3 separate regions of the Mus musculus genome follow, and all the other regions are linked to region 3. A link is a contact called in public promoter capture Hi-C data. All regions are on one chromosome and are shown on one strand. The core of a region is the stretch at or near the end of the contact, and the rest is flanking DNA. Distances in the headings are between cores, read along the strand shown.

Region 1 (3,875 bases), core at 1,019-3,518, 1.2 Mb after region 3:
TGCTGATGTTTGAATAAGCCAATAGTGTGTCGCTATGCTGAATTCCACACCCCTAAGCCCCTCATCCCATAAAAACCCCTAGCTTTCGAGCCTTGTGGCCGGCATCCGTTATCTCCTGTGTGAGATGCATGTCGGTCCGGAGCTCCGTCATTAAACTGCCTCATGTGTTTACAGCAGAAGGGATTCTCATGTTTCTTTGGGTGCGCTCTCTCACTCCTGAGACTAGAGTAGGGGTCCCCGAAAGGGGGTCTTACTGTGACACAAGACTGTAATGGAAACACTTGTGAGGTCAACACAGATAAATGGAGAATTTAAGTCCAGCCCAGAATACAAAGAAGCCCTGTCATTTAAAAAAAAAAAAAGTAAAGAAAAGAAAAAACTGGAAAATGGGAACAGAAAGAAAGAAAGAAAGAAAGAAAGAAAGGAAAGGAAGGAGGGAGGGACAAAGAAAGAAAGAGAAAGTGGGTAAGTGGGTAATGAGTTTGTCTAGTGGGTAAAAGTGCTTGCCTACAAACCAGAAGGCCTGAGTGCCAAAGATAAGTCACTGACAATTGTTATAGCCTGGGTCCTGAAAGCCCAACCAAGTTGGAATCTGACCAATTAAAGAGACAAATAGGGAAACAAACAGATAAAGGAGAAGTATTTAATTTATCCACCTTGAGGTTAGGAACAAGAGGCCCAGTATTACTATACCAAGCCTAAGAAAATTAAAAAAAATAAAATAAATAAAGTCTTGGGCTGGAGAGATGGCTCAGCGGTTAAGAGCACTGACTGCTTTTTCCGAAGGTCCTGAGTTCAAATTCCAGCAACCACATGGTGGCTCACAATCATCCGTAATGAGACCTGACGTCCTCTTTTGGTGTGTCTGAAGACAGCTACAGTGTACTTACATACAATAATAAATAAATCTTTAAGTGGGAGTGAGCAGGGGCGGAGCTGGAGGTCAACCAGAGTGAGCAGAGGTCCTAAAATCAAACTCCCAGCAACCACATGGTGGCTCACAACCATCAATACAGCTACAGTATACTCATATACATAAAATAAAGAAAGAAACCTTAAAAAAAAAGTCTTTAGATATTCCCAGATGCTTTCTGTCTTGGAAATCGAAAGTTTCTGTTAACCCATTAAAGGTTTTTTTTTTTTTCTTTCTCAAAAGCTTGCATAATTTAGGAAAATACAATTTTAAAACAATGGAGATCTATCTTGCCTAGTTTATCTTTCCACAATAGCAAAATGGGAGCTATGAGATTATATTCAGTTATGTAGCCCAGGTTGGCCTCAGACTCAGAGATCTGCCTTCCTCTGCCTCCAGAGTACTGGAATTAAAGGTATGAGCCAACTTCTTGATCAAGATTTAATTCTTTTTTTTTTTTTTTTGGCAGGATTTCTCCTGGCTGTCCTGGAACTTTCTCTATAGACTAGGCTGGCCTTGAACTCAGAGGTCTGCCTGACTCTCTCTACAGAGTGTTGGGACTAAAGACGTGTACCATCTCCACTGGGCAAGATATAAATTTTTATTTTATGTGTATGGGTGTTTTATCTGCACGAGTGTCTGTGTACCACTAGTGTGCTCGGTGTCTTTGGAGGTCAGAAGAGAGCGTCCGCTTGGAACAGGAGTTACAGATAGTTGTGAGCTGACGTGTGAGTGCTGGAATTGAGCCCTTAAGAGCAGTTTGGGCACTTACCTGTTAAGCTACCTCTCTATCATATCATCCCTTCTCCCCTGCAGAATTAGGTTTAAATAGAAAGCAAGAGGTATGTAACTAAGCAGTCTTACCAAGCAATCTTAGTTTGTGGCCCCTCGCTATCATTGTCTCCGACTGAAGTCTGTCCTGCAAAGTGGTCTAGGAAGTTGTCAGAACGGTGTGAAATCTGTTTTCCTGTGACAAGTCCCTGCTCTGACTGCCTCCTGGCTTCAGCACATCCTTTCTCCCATCATGGAATTTCTATTTCTGTGTTCCATTGTCTCAATAGTCTGTAGAGGAAGGGGCACAGAATGTCTCTTTAGACTATCATATTCCTGCCAGGCCTGTCACACCATATGGGAGACAGCTTTCAGACTTCCACTCAAAGGCGTTGCATTTAGCTGCCCGCCCACATGGAATCAAAGTTCCTGGATGGTGGCCTCCAACGTCCGGAGCTCACTCACGCCGCCACCACAGTTTCCAAGGAAACTGGAACCACCCGGTCTGCCATGCTGACTGCTGGCAGGCACACTCGGGTCAAAAGTGTTAGTGGGCATGCGCATTATTCTACTGGGCGTGGACATGTCCTGCCGGAAATCTAAAAGACACCGGAAATAGAGTGGCCGTGAAACCTTAAATGTTGTAGTCATTCGAGTGTTACTTCGCTGGCGGGTCCGCGAGGTGGTTTGGAACTTTTCCATCCGGGACTCTTCGGCTTCCGTGGGCGGAAGTCGCCGTCAGGCGTGCCGTGTGCAGAGCTCTCGGCCGGGCAGTGTGAGGTGAGTGGCGGCGGCGGCGGCGCAGGGGGTGGGAGGACGCAGTGCTGTGCCGAGCGCTGGTTTGTGCTGAAGGACTGGGCTGAGGCGGCTGCCGGGGCTCGTCAGATGGGGTGGGGGTCGCGTGGTGCGCTTTCACCCTGTTCCCGAGGGTTTCCCGTATCTTGGGTGTTTTGTCACTTCCCAATGTGCTCTCCTGTGGGTTTTCACGCAGTCGTCCATGAAAGTTGTCAGCTGAGGCCATTAGGGGGCGGGACTCAGTGAGTGGGCGCTGCACGCAGCGGGTCCCCGGGTGGGAGTCGGGAGCTTAAGGGCGAAGACTTTGAGGTGGCCTGTGCCCCACTCAAGCCGTGATTGGCGTAGGGGTCAGCAGAGGCAGCGATGGAGCCTAGGGCGGGAGTGGGATGCTTGTGAGGGCGACTCTGGTCGTTAGTGTTGGCGTGGCCAGTGACTGTGGCTTGATTCCGGTTAGCACTATGTGAAGAAAATCCCGTCGGCTTGACCAAAGTAGCAAGTGTCAAGACCACAGGTGTCGGAACTGCGAGTGCTCAGGCTCTCACGGATGAGGGAGGGAGAGAGGGAGGGAGGGAGGGGGTCCCACGCTTTGCATGCTGCCTAGTTATCTAGGCTGCTGAGCTCAAGAGATTTCTTCTAAGGTCCGTAAAAGTAGGGAATCTTGTTTTATGGGCTGCTTTTGGGTCTCCTTTTCCAACTAATTCGTTCCTACCTCTGGATGACCAGCATTATTGAAGGAATGATCCCAAATATTAAAAACACTTTCACTCTTTGGGGCACATTAGAGTCATACTTGGGAATCCTTTGGACATTATGTGCATCAGTGCTTGCCTGTCTTTGGGATCCTATACAGACGTTAAAGATCACTGGTTGGCAGTTGACCAAAATAATATTGGGCCGTTTTATTTGTACCCTAATGTTTGTGTTGATTTGGAGTGCTTAAAAAACTGTGTATTGGTCTGAGAGGAGTAAGTAGCTCATATCTTTAAATCCCAGCACTAATGGGGCCCAGGCAGTGAAAGTTAAAGGCTAGCCTGGTCTACATAGCAAGTTCAGGATAGCCAGAGCTAAATAATAGACCTTGTCTCAAATACAGACACACACACACACACACACACACTTACACATGGGAGCGGGGGAGGGGGCACACAGACAGACATGGAGTGGGGGAGTGAGGATTGGATAAGCCTGTTTTTCTTAATGTGTCTGTGTAGACGGGGAAATGTCTAGAAACTCACGCTACAATCAAAATTGGCTGTCATCCTGAGCGCTTTGTGCAACAGGAAACAGGAATGCTGTTTTTAGATGCTGACTACAGAAGGGACTGCATAGATATGGTGGCCAGGGTGTTCCTTAGAATGAAAACAGCTCGAATATGTACCCCTGTTCTTCTATTTAG
Region 2 (4,018 bases), core at 881-3,380, 1.1 Mb after region 3:
GAGACCAACCAGAAATGAAGCAACCATCGCCTCTCAGGGTACAGGCACACCCGGGATGGTGTGCCCTCCTCCGCTTGATTTTGAATGTATGTGGTGGACATGCCATGTGTGTATGGATGCACACATGTGCACATAAGTGTGTGGGGGAGCCAGGTACCTTCCTGAATCACTGTCTACATTGTTTAAGGAGGCAGGGTCTTTCATTGAACTCAGAGCTTGCTAATTGGGTAGCCAGTCTAGCTAGCTCACTTGCCTTGGGGATCACTTGTCTCTGTCTCCCAAAGTGATGAGGTTACCAGTGGGGCTACCATGCCTGACTCGCTTTTATGCATGCTCTGAGGGTTCAAATCCCATTCTCCACACTCGTGTGTCAAACTCTTTTTTTTTTTTTTTTTTTTTTTTTTTTTGAGACAGGGTTTCTCTGTGTAGCCCTGGCTGACCTGGCACTCACTCTGTAGACCAGGATGGCCTCAAACTCAGAAATTCGCCTGCCTCTTCCTCCCAAGTGCTGGGACTAAAGGTGTGCACCACCGCGCCTGGCTGTGTGTCAAACTCTTTATCAGCCTACTCATCTCCCCAGCAACCTTTGCTCCATTTATACAAGATCATGGATTCTATCATGTATATATGTTACATAGCCAAGGATAACCTCGAACTCCTGATCGTCTTGCTTCTCTCCCTCCTAAGGGTTGGAGTATAGATGTGCAACCACCACCTCCCGTATATGTGCTGCTGAGGATGGAACCCAGGGCCTCGTGCATGCTGGGCAAGCACTCTACCAACTAAATGACATCCCCACCACACCTCCGTGAACCCTCCTGAGCATGGAGTTGGGGAATTCTCTACCTCCTACCACCAGGACAGCCCAAAGCACCATACCATACTCACAGGCCACTCTTAGTCGGACAGTCCTTTGTGTGCTCATTCTAGAGAAGTCCAGCTGACATGTGAGCTCAGTATCATGGTGTTGAAGTCCTGGGATAAAGCTCAGAACTGAGTAATTGGATGTGTGCGGTCTGCTTTCTTGGAAGGAGACAGCATCCCCCATCCAGGAGAAAGAAGGAGCTGGGCATTGGTTGAAGGTCCAGGAAAACAAGCAGACAACGGTCACTGGCTCCCCAGGCTCCAGGACCTCAGGAATGAAGATATCTGGCTTCTGAGTCAGGGCTAAGGGAGAGGATACCAATCCTGTGACTCCAGCGGCTCCTCCCAGAAGTAGTCTTCTTTGCATCACAGTTTATCTTCCACTGTCCCTCCCCCAGTGAGAGACCAAGGTTCCCTGCTATGTCTACAACTCTTACCTTCCACTTGTAGCCTGAACTCCTCCTTGAAACTGAATCTCTCAAATCCTCTCTCCATCCGGAAGAAATAGTTTGTTGAGTCTCCCCACTGAACATCTTTGATTAGCAAGGAACAGTTCTTTTTAGAGATATCCCCCAAGAGCTGGAAGCGCCCTCGGGCTTCCCATTCTAACACTTTATCTTTGTTATTTGTGGCCACTGGAAATGAAAGTGATGGTTTTCTGATGCCTTTGAACCAGTAGCCATAAAGTGGGGAACGGTTAAGCCATTTTCCCTCAGGGGAGGAGAAGGAGCAGGGCACGAAGATGCACAGACCCTCCTGTGCCTTCACAATTCTCTGCACCTGTAGGAAGTAGCTCTCCATCTGACCTTGAGGCCCTGTCGGAGACAGAGGCATAAGCTTTAGCCCCAGCCCCAGCCCCAGCCCCAGCCCCAGCCCCAGCCCCAGCCCCAGCCCCAGCCCCAGCCCCAGCCCCAATTTGAGCCACTCTGGCCTTGGACCCACTCACCATCCAACAGGAAGGACAGCAGGAACAGCAGCAGTGACATCGTGGCCTTAGGGGGATCTTGGACTTGCACAAGTTGGCCTCCTTCTCAGCTGGTCTGTGTTTGATTGGAGTGAGAGAGGAGGGGAAATGTAGGCGGAAGCTGAGCCCTGGGTACCGGTGCAAGACAAACTGCAAGTTTCGAGCCCATTGCATCTCCCTTTCCCTCCACTCCCTTCTCCCCCATACCCACCTGCCTACTCCATGTTTTATGGAGCATTTGGCCCTTGGACATTTGCAACTGATCCTTCCCAGCCCTCTCTAGTGGCTGGGAGGGAGGGAACAGAGCTATGCCTGGCCTGGGGACCTTGCTGTGGGTGAATATAGGTTGGGGCTTTTCTTTAGATGCTAGGTCAGTAAGAAAGCAGAAGTAAGAGTTTTGGGTGGTGCTTCTTGAAGTGAGTCCTGGTGAGTGCAGGAGAGCGAGACCTCCTGGCTGATGTTCAAATTTAAAAACAAATAGGTAGTCACTATATTTCTTGGTATGAAATGTCTCAAATACTTTGTGAGTACTATTTACACTTAGAAGAGGAGGAAGAAGAGGGGGGAAAGAAAAGGAGGAGGAAAAGATGAAAAAGCTTGGTTTGTATGATGTTCAAATGTAACTGGATATTTCTCACTATGCTTTTTTTTTTTCTTTGCTTCATGCTAAATCAGAAAAATATAGACTGGTCTTCTACCCCTTCATCCTCCCTTGTGAGCTACTGACACTTTGAACTCTAAAAGTACCCACAGGCTTCAATACAATTCAACACAGTTCCCCGCTTGTCCTTCCTCTTCAGTCAGAGAACTGAATTTCCCACTTGTAATTTATGCGTTGATGAGGTTTCCCATATCTGGGGCTGACGATGTTACTAGGAACCAAGCAACCTAAAGGGTGCAAGGTGTGTATGTGTGTGTGTCTGTCTGTCTGTGTGTGTCTGTGTGTATGTGTCTGTGTGTCTGTGTGTGTGTCTGTCTGTCTGTGTGTGTCTGTGTGTATGTGTCTGTGTGTCTGTCTGTGTGTATGTGTCTGTGTGTCTGTCTGTCTGTGTGTGTCTGTGTGTATGTGTCTGTGTGTATGTGTGTGTGTGTGTCTGTCTGTCTGTGTCTGTGTGTATGTGTCTGTGTGTATGTGTCTGTGTGTATGTGTCTGTGTGTATGTGTCTGTGTGTCTGTGTGTCTGTGTGTATGTGTCTGTGTGTATGTGTCTGTGTGTCTGTGTGTATGTGTCTGTGTGTCTGTCTGTGTGTGTCTGTGTGTATGTGTCTGTGTGTCTGTGTGTATGTGTCTGTGTGTCTGTCTGTGTGTGTCTGTGTGTATGTGTCTGTGTGTCTGTGTGTCTGTGTGTCTGTGTGTGTGTCTGTGTGTGTGTGTCTGTGTGTACGTGTCTGTGTCTGTATGTGTATGTGTGTGTGTCTGTGTGTACGTGTCTGTATGTGTGTCTGTATGTGTGTCTGTGTGTGTGTCTGTGTGTGTCTGTATGTGTCTGTGTGTGTCTGTATGTGTATGTGTGTGTCTGTATGTGTATGTGTGTGTGTGTGTGTGTGTGTCTGTCTGTCTGTGGGTGTGTCTGTGTGTCTGTCTTCAAGTTTCCCACAGGCTCCTGTGTTTGAAGCTTGACTCACTGTGGTGCTTCTTTTTTTTTTTTTTTTTTTGGTTTTTTTGAGACAGGGTTTCTCTGTATAGCCCTAGCTGTCCTGGAGCTCACTTTGTAGACCAGGCTGGCCTCGAACTCAGAAATCCGCCTGTCTCTGCCTCCCAAGTGCTGGGATTAAAGGCGTGCGCCACCACAAGCTCATAGAACCTTTGGTTTGGGAGTGAAAGTTAACAGAGGTGGGTCACTGTATGTGTGTGGGGAGACCTCTGAGGGCTAACACTCTGCCCTGACTCCTTCCCACCCCTTGAGTTATGGCCAGCTGCCTCATGCTCTCAACATAGAAAGAAGCCAGTTGGTCTCCATACCATGCTTTTCTTATCGTAGTGGACTGTACTCTCTGACCTGTGAGTCAAAATGCTTCCGCCTTCAGGATCTGCTTACAGCAACATCTTCTCCAAGATGCTGCCCTCTTAACTGCTCTTTTTTTACTTTTACTTGTCGTGTGTGTGTGTGTGTGTGTGTGTGTGTGTGTGTGTGTGTTCGTGCATATAAGTGTAGCTGCCCTTGGAAGCCAGATGTGTTGGATCCTCTGG
Region 3 (3,812 bases), core at 1,188-3,687:
GGTGTAGTCAGCTGCAGGGTCCCATCCAACAAGGTATCTGGAGCCTCCAGAGAGCCAGCCAGGGAGAAAAGGGAAATGGGCTGAGGTAGAGAATAACGGAGGATATCAGATGGGCTGTTAAACAGGAAAATGACCCAAAGACTCCAAAGGAATGGATATTGGAGCCAAATCAAGGATAATGAAGTATTGAGAGTTAACTGTGTGCAGAGTTCTGAATGCTAAGAATTAAACCTCTAGCCTGGGCCTCACGGTAATGTGGGGTTAGTGGCCTTGGATGGGGCAGTGGGTGATAGAGTTGAAGGAAGGAAAGTTAAGAATGTCTTACCTGGCAGAAGGGTGGCAGCCTGCTGGTCTTGGCACATTTGACTCTGGGGCAGCTGAAGAGCCCTGTACCTTGTCACCTCCAGATCATGTTGCTAGAAACAGCCAGACGCTACAACCACGAGACAGAATGCATCACGTTCCTGAAGGACTTCACCTACAGCAAGGACGACTTCCACCGTGCAGGTCTGTGGAAGGCACTGACTTGGTCCTGGGGTTTCTGCCCCGTTGGCCCTCCAGGCCAGGCAGGCACTGGCAAGGAAAGATCATGTTTAGCGAGGCCAGATGCATCGTGTAAGAGGCACTCACAGGGTCTGTGTGGGGCGGAAGCCGGAGTAACTGTCACAGGCTGTCCTTCCTTCCCCTTTGAGTGCCCTGGGACCAGGGTCCGGTGTGAAGCTGGGCTGGGGCTGCTCTTGCAGGCTTGCAGGTGGAATTCATCAATCCCATCTTCGAGTTCTCGCGGGCCATGCGGCGGCTGGGCCTGGACGATGCAGAGTATGCCTTGCTTATCGCCATCAACATCTTCTCAGCCGATCGGCCTAATGTGCAGGAGCCCAGCCGTGTGGAGGCCCTGCAGCAGCCCTACGTGGAGGCGCTCCTCTCCTACACGAGGATCAAGCGCCCACAGGTACGGGAGCTGCCTGTTGTATATGAGCAGTCTCAGTATTGGGGTCCAGTGGCACATGTTGGGCACACTGAGCCTGGGGCCTGACCACTCAGGGTGCTGGCTTTCCAGACAAAGCTGGCTTTGCAGGACAGGGCCCCAGCAGGACCGACTTGCCTCCTCTCCCTGCAGGACCAGCTCCGCTTCCCACGCATGCTCATGAAGCTGGTGAGCCTGCGCACCCTCAGCTCCGTGCACTCGGAGCAGGTCTTTGCATTGCGACTCCAGGACAAGAAGCTGCCGCCCTTGCTGTCCGAGATCTGGGATGTGCACGAGTAGGGGCAGCCACAAGTGCCCCAGCCTTGGTGGTGTCTTCTTGAAGATGGACTCTTCACCTCTCCTCCTGGGGTGGGAGGACATTGTCACGGCCCAGTCCCTCGGGCTCAGCCTCAAACTCAGCGGCAGTTGGCACTAGAAGGCCCCACCCCACCCATTGAGTCTTCCAAGAGTGGTGAGGGTCACAGGTCCTAGCCTCTGACCGTTCCCAGCTGCCCTCCCACCCACGCTTACACCTCAGCCTACCACACCATGCACCTTGAGTGGAGAGAGGTTAGGGCAGGTGGCCCCCCACAGTTGGGAGACCACAGGCCCTCTCTTCTGCCCCTTTTATTTAATAAAAAAACAAAAATAAAGTTTGAGTACAAGCCATTCCTGAGCCCAGTGTGGAGAGGGTGGGCCATCTCTCTGCCCAGGTGACTGCGCTTGGTCTAGGTTCAGGCCACAGGGGTAGGGGTCGCTCCGCCGAAGACAGGTTATCTTCATACAGCATAGTTTGAGACACTAAGGCGGATGGAGGCCAGTGGAAAAGGAGAGGAACTTTAAGAGGAGGGTCTCAAAAGAACACTTCTTTTTTTTTTTTTTTTTTTTTTTAATTTTATTTATTTTATTATTATATGTAAGTACACTGTAGCTGTCTTCAGACACACCAGAAGAGGGCATCAGATCTCATTATGGGTGGTTGTGAGCCACCATGTGGTTGCTGGGATTTGAACTCCGGACCTTTGGAAGAGCAGTCGGGTGCTCTTACCCACTGAGCCATCTCACCAGCCCAAAAGAACACTTCTTAGGGCCAGGTTTTCAAAAGCTGAGGACTGCATCTGGCCATGAGTGTCATAAGTCAGGAAATGATTTGTGGGGCAACAGAAGTTATACAAGAACCTGGGCGTGTAGGGACTCTGAGGAAAACAGAAAAGAAGCTTGCTTCTAGCAAAGCATCAGGGTAGCATCCACTGTGGCAGTCTTCTAACGCTCCTGCAGTGGGCGCTCGGGGACCGCAGGCCAAACCCCTAAGAGCCAGGATGCTGGGGGCGTGTCCTTGTTCCGTTAGCGTCATGGGGCGGGGCCACTTGCGAGAGGCGTGGTTGTGGGTCCTCCAGAGTGGGACGTGGTTTGATCGCCCAAGCGGGCTAGGGGCGGGACCCAGCGGGCGCGCCGCAGCTCTGGGCCTGCGCGCAGAGGGTTCAGGGGTCACGGCGGCGTATCTTGTGGCGGGAAAAGCTGTTTGAGGCGGTAAGTAAGGAAGAAGAGTATGGGGCGCTCGGTCGCGCAGCTGACGCCTCGAGCAGAGTGCTCGCAGAATGTCTGCAGCTGGGGGAAGGATAGAGCAAGGCTGGCAATGCAAAGGACAGATCCCCTGGAGCTTAGGACCTGGGGTGCGCTGGACTGTCCGGGTGTGGGCTCAGCGGCGTGCACGCTAGCCAGGAGGGAGGGGCCGGAGGTGCAGGGCGTTGGTGCCTGTTCCGCTGTTCGAGAGACAAGGCGACGGTATCAGAAAGTCCAGCAAGAAGTAGGAATGAGCCGGGAATAGTGGCGCACTTTTATCCCCCGCACTCGTGAGGCAGAGACAAGCGGATCTCCGAGTTTGAGGCTAGTTTAGTTTACAGAGTGAGATCCAGGATAACCAGGGATACACAAGAGAAACCCTGCCTCAAAACCCCAAATTTTTTTTAAAAAGTAGGAATGGGAGGAAAAGTAATGCCTTAGAGCCTTTTCTTTTTTTCTTAGTGCGTGCGCTATGATGCGCACGTGGAGATCTGAGGACAACTTTGTGGCGTTGTCTCTTTCCGCTATGTGGATTCCCTAAGATCTAACTCAGGCTGTTCAGCTTGGCCAACAAGCTCAAATATCCATTCCGCTGTCACATCGGGCCCCATGTGATGCTTTATATACTAAATAGAACAAGCAAATTGATACTAGATGGGACAGTCTGCTTACCCAGTTTGGTGTTTGGTGGGGGAGGTGAGACATATCCCACAGTCCCAGAGCAACTGTCACTGCAGGGTCCCAGGGGAGGAGCCAGGTGTGAAGCTGGCAGTGTGTGAGGTACCCTGGGGAAAATGAATGGTTACTGTTTTAGTGTGCCACCATCACCACAGCGGGAGTGGGAGTGAAGACAGCTGTCCTGCAGGATGCTGCAGCTTCAGAGAGCATCCCTCTAGCGAGTGGGGCTTGCACCTGGGTCTGACTGTCCTGAGGGGAATGGGAACGTTGTGCCTCCAAGAACATCCCTGTCCGGGAAAAGGGGAGACTGAGGTGACAGAAGCAGTTTGTGGGAGTGGAGGAGCTTAAGGGGCCACCCCTCCAGGAGAGGTACAGGAATCCTTGGATCTGGCAGCCCTGGGAGAGGTGACATGAAACAATTGTTCAGCCTTTGGAGGCAGGAGGATGGCATGTTCTAAGCCTGCTAGGGCAGCTTGGTGAGATGATGTCTCAAAATGAATAAGAGAGCCAGGATGTAGTTAGTGGTACAGCCTAGAATCCCTCAGTGAGGGGTTGGGGTGGGACTCAGTATTGAGCCCTGCTGAGTTAAACCCCCAGACCTCTA

The links. Promoter capture Hi-C pulls out the DNA fragments that hold promoters and counts their contacts.
Region 1: a promoter capture Hi-C map of pre-B cells shows a contact between it and region 3, with 3 times the contacts expected there. The contact joins the promoter of Zfp715 here to the promoter of Pold1 in region 3. A contact is called at or near these places in 3 of 39 promoter capture datasets (the C10 cell line, liver and pre-B cells) and 1 of 9 other capture datasets (adipose tissue).
Region 2: a contact with region 3 is called in a promoter capture Hi-C map of pre-B cells. The contact joins the promoter of Siglecg here to the promoter of Pold1 in region 3. A contact is called at or near these places in 1 of 39 promoter capture datasets (pre-B cells) and 1 of 115 datasets of contacts at active chromatin or transcription factors (large pre-B cells).

What each region holds. Positions count from the first base shown.
Region 1 is chr7:43,311,693-43,315,567 of GRCm38.p6, reverse strand. It overlaps Zfp715 (zinc finger protein 715), which reads left to right and starts at 2,268. Exons shown (of 5, transcript NM_027264.4): 1 at 2,268-2,464.
Region 2 is chr7:43,406,392-43,410,409 of GRCm38.p6, reverse strand. It overlaps Siglecg (sialic acid binding Ig-like lectin G), which reads right to left and starts at 2,130. Exons shown (of 12, transcript NM_172900.3): 1 at 2,040-2,130; 2 at 1,811-1,904; 3 at 1,302-1,679; 4 at 889-1,167. The coding sequence starts at 1,850.
Region 3 is chr7:44,547,440-44,551,251 of GRCm38.p6, reverse strand. It overlaps Pold1 (polymerase (DNA directed), delta 1, catalytic subunit), which reads left to right and starts at 2,437. Exons shown (of 27, transcript NM_011131.3): 1 at 2,437-2,497. It overlaps Nr1h2 (nuclear receptor subfamily 1, group H, member 2), which reads left to right. Exons shown (of 10, transcript NM_001285517.1): 8 at 408-507; 9 at 744-952; 10 at 1,121-1,636. The coding sequence ends at 1,267.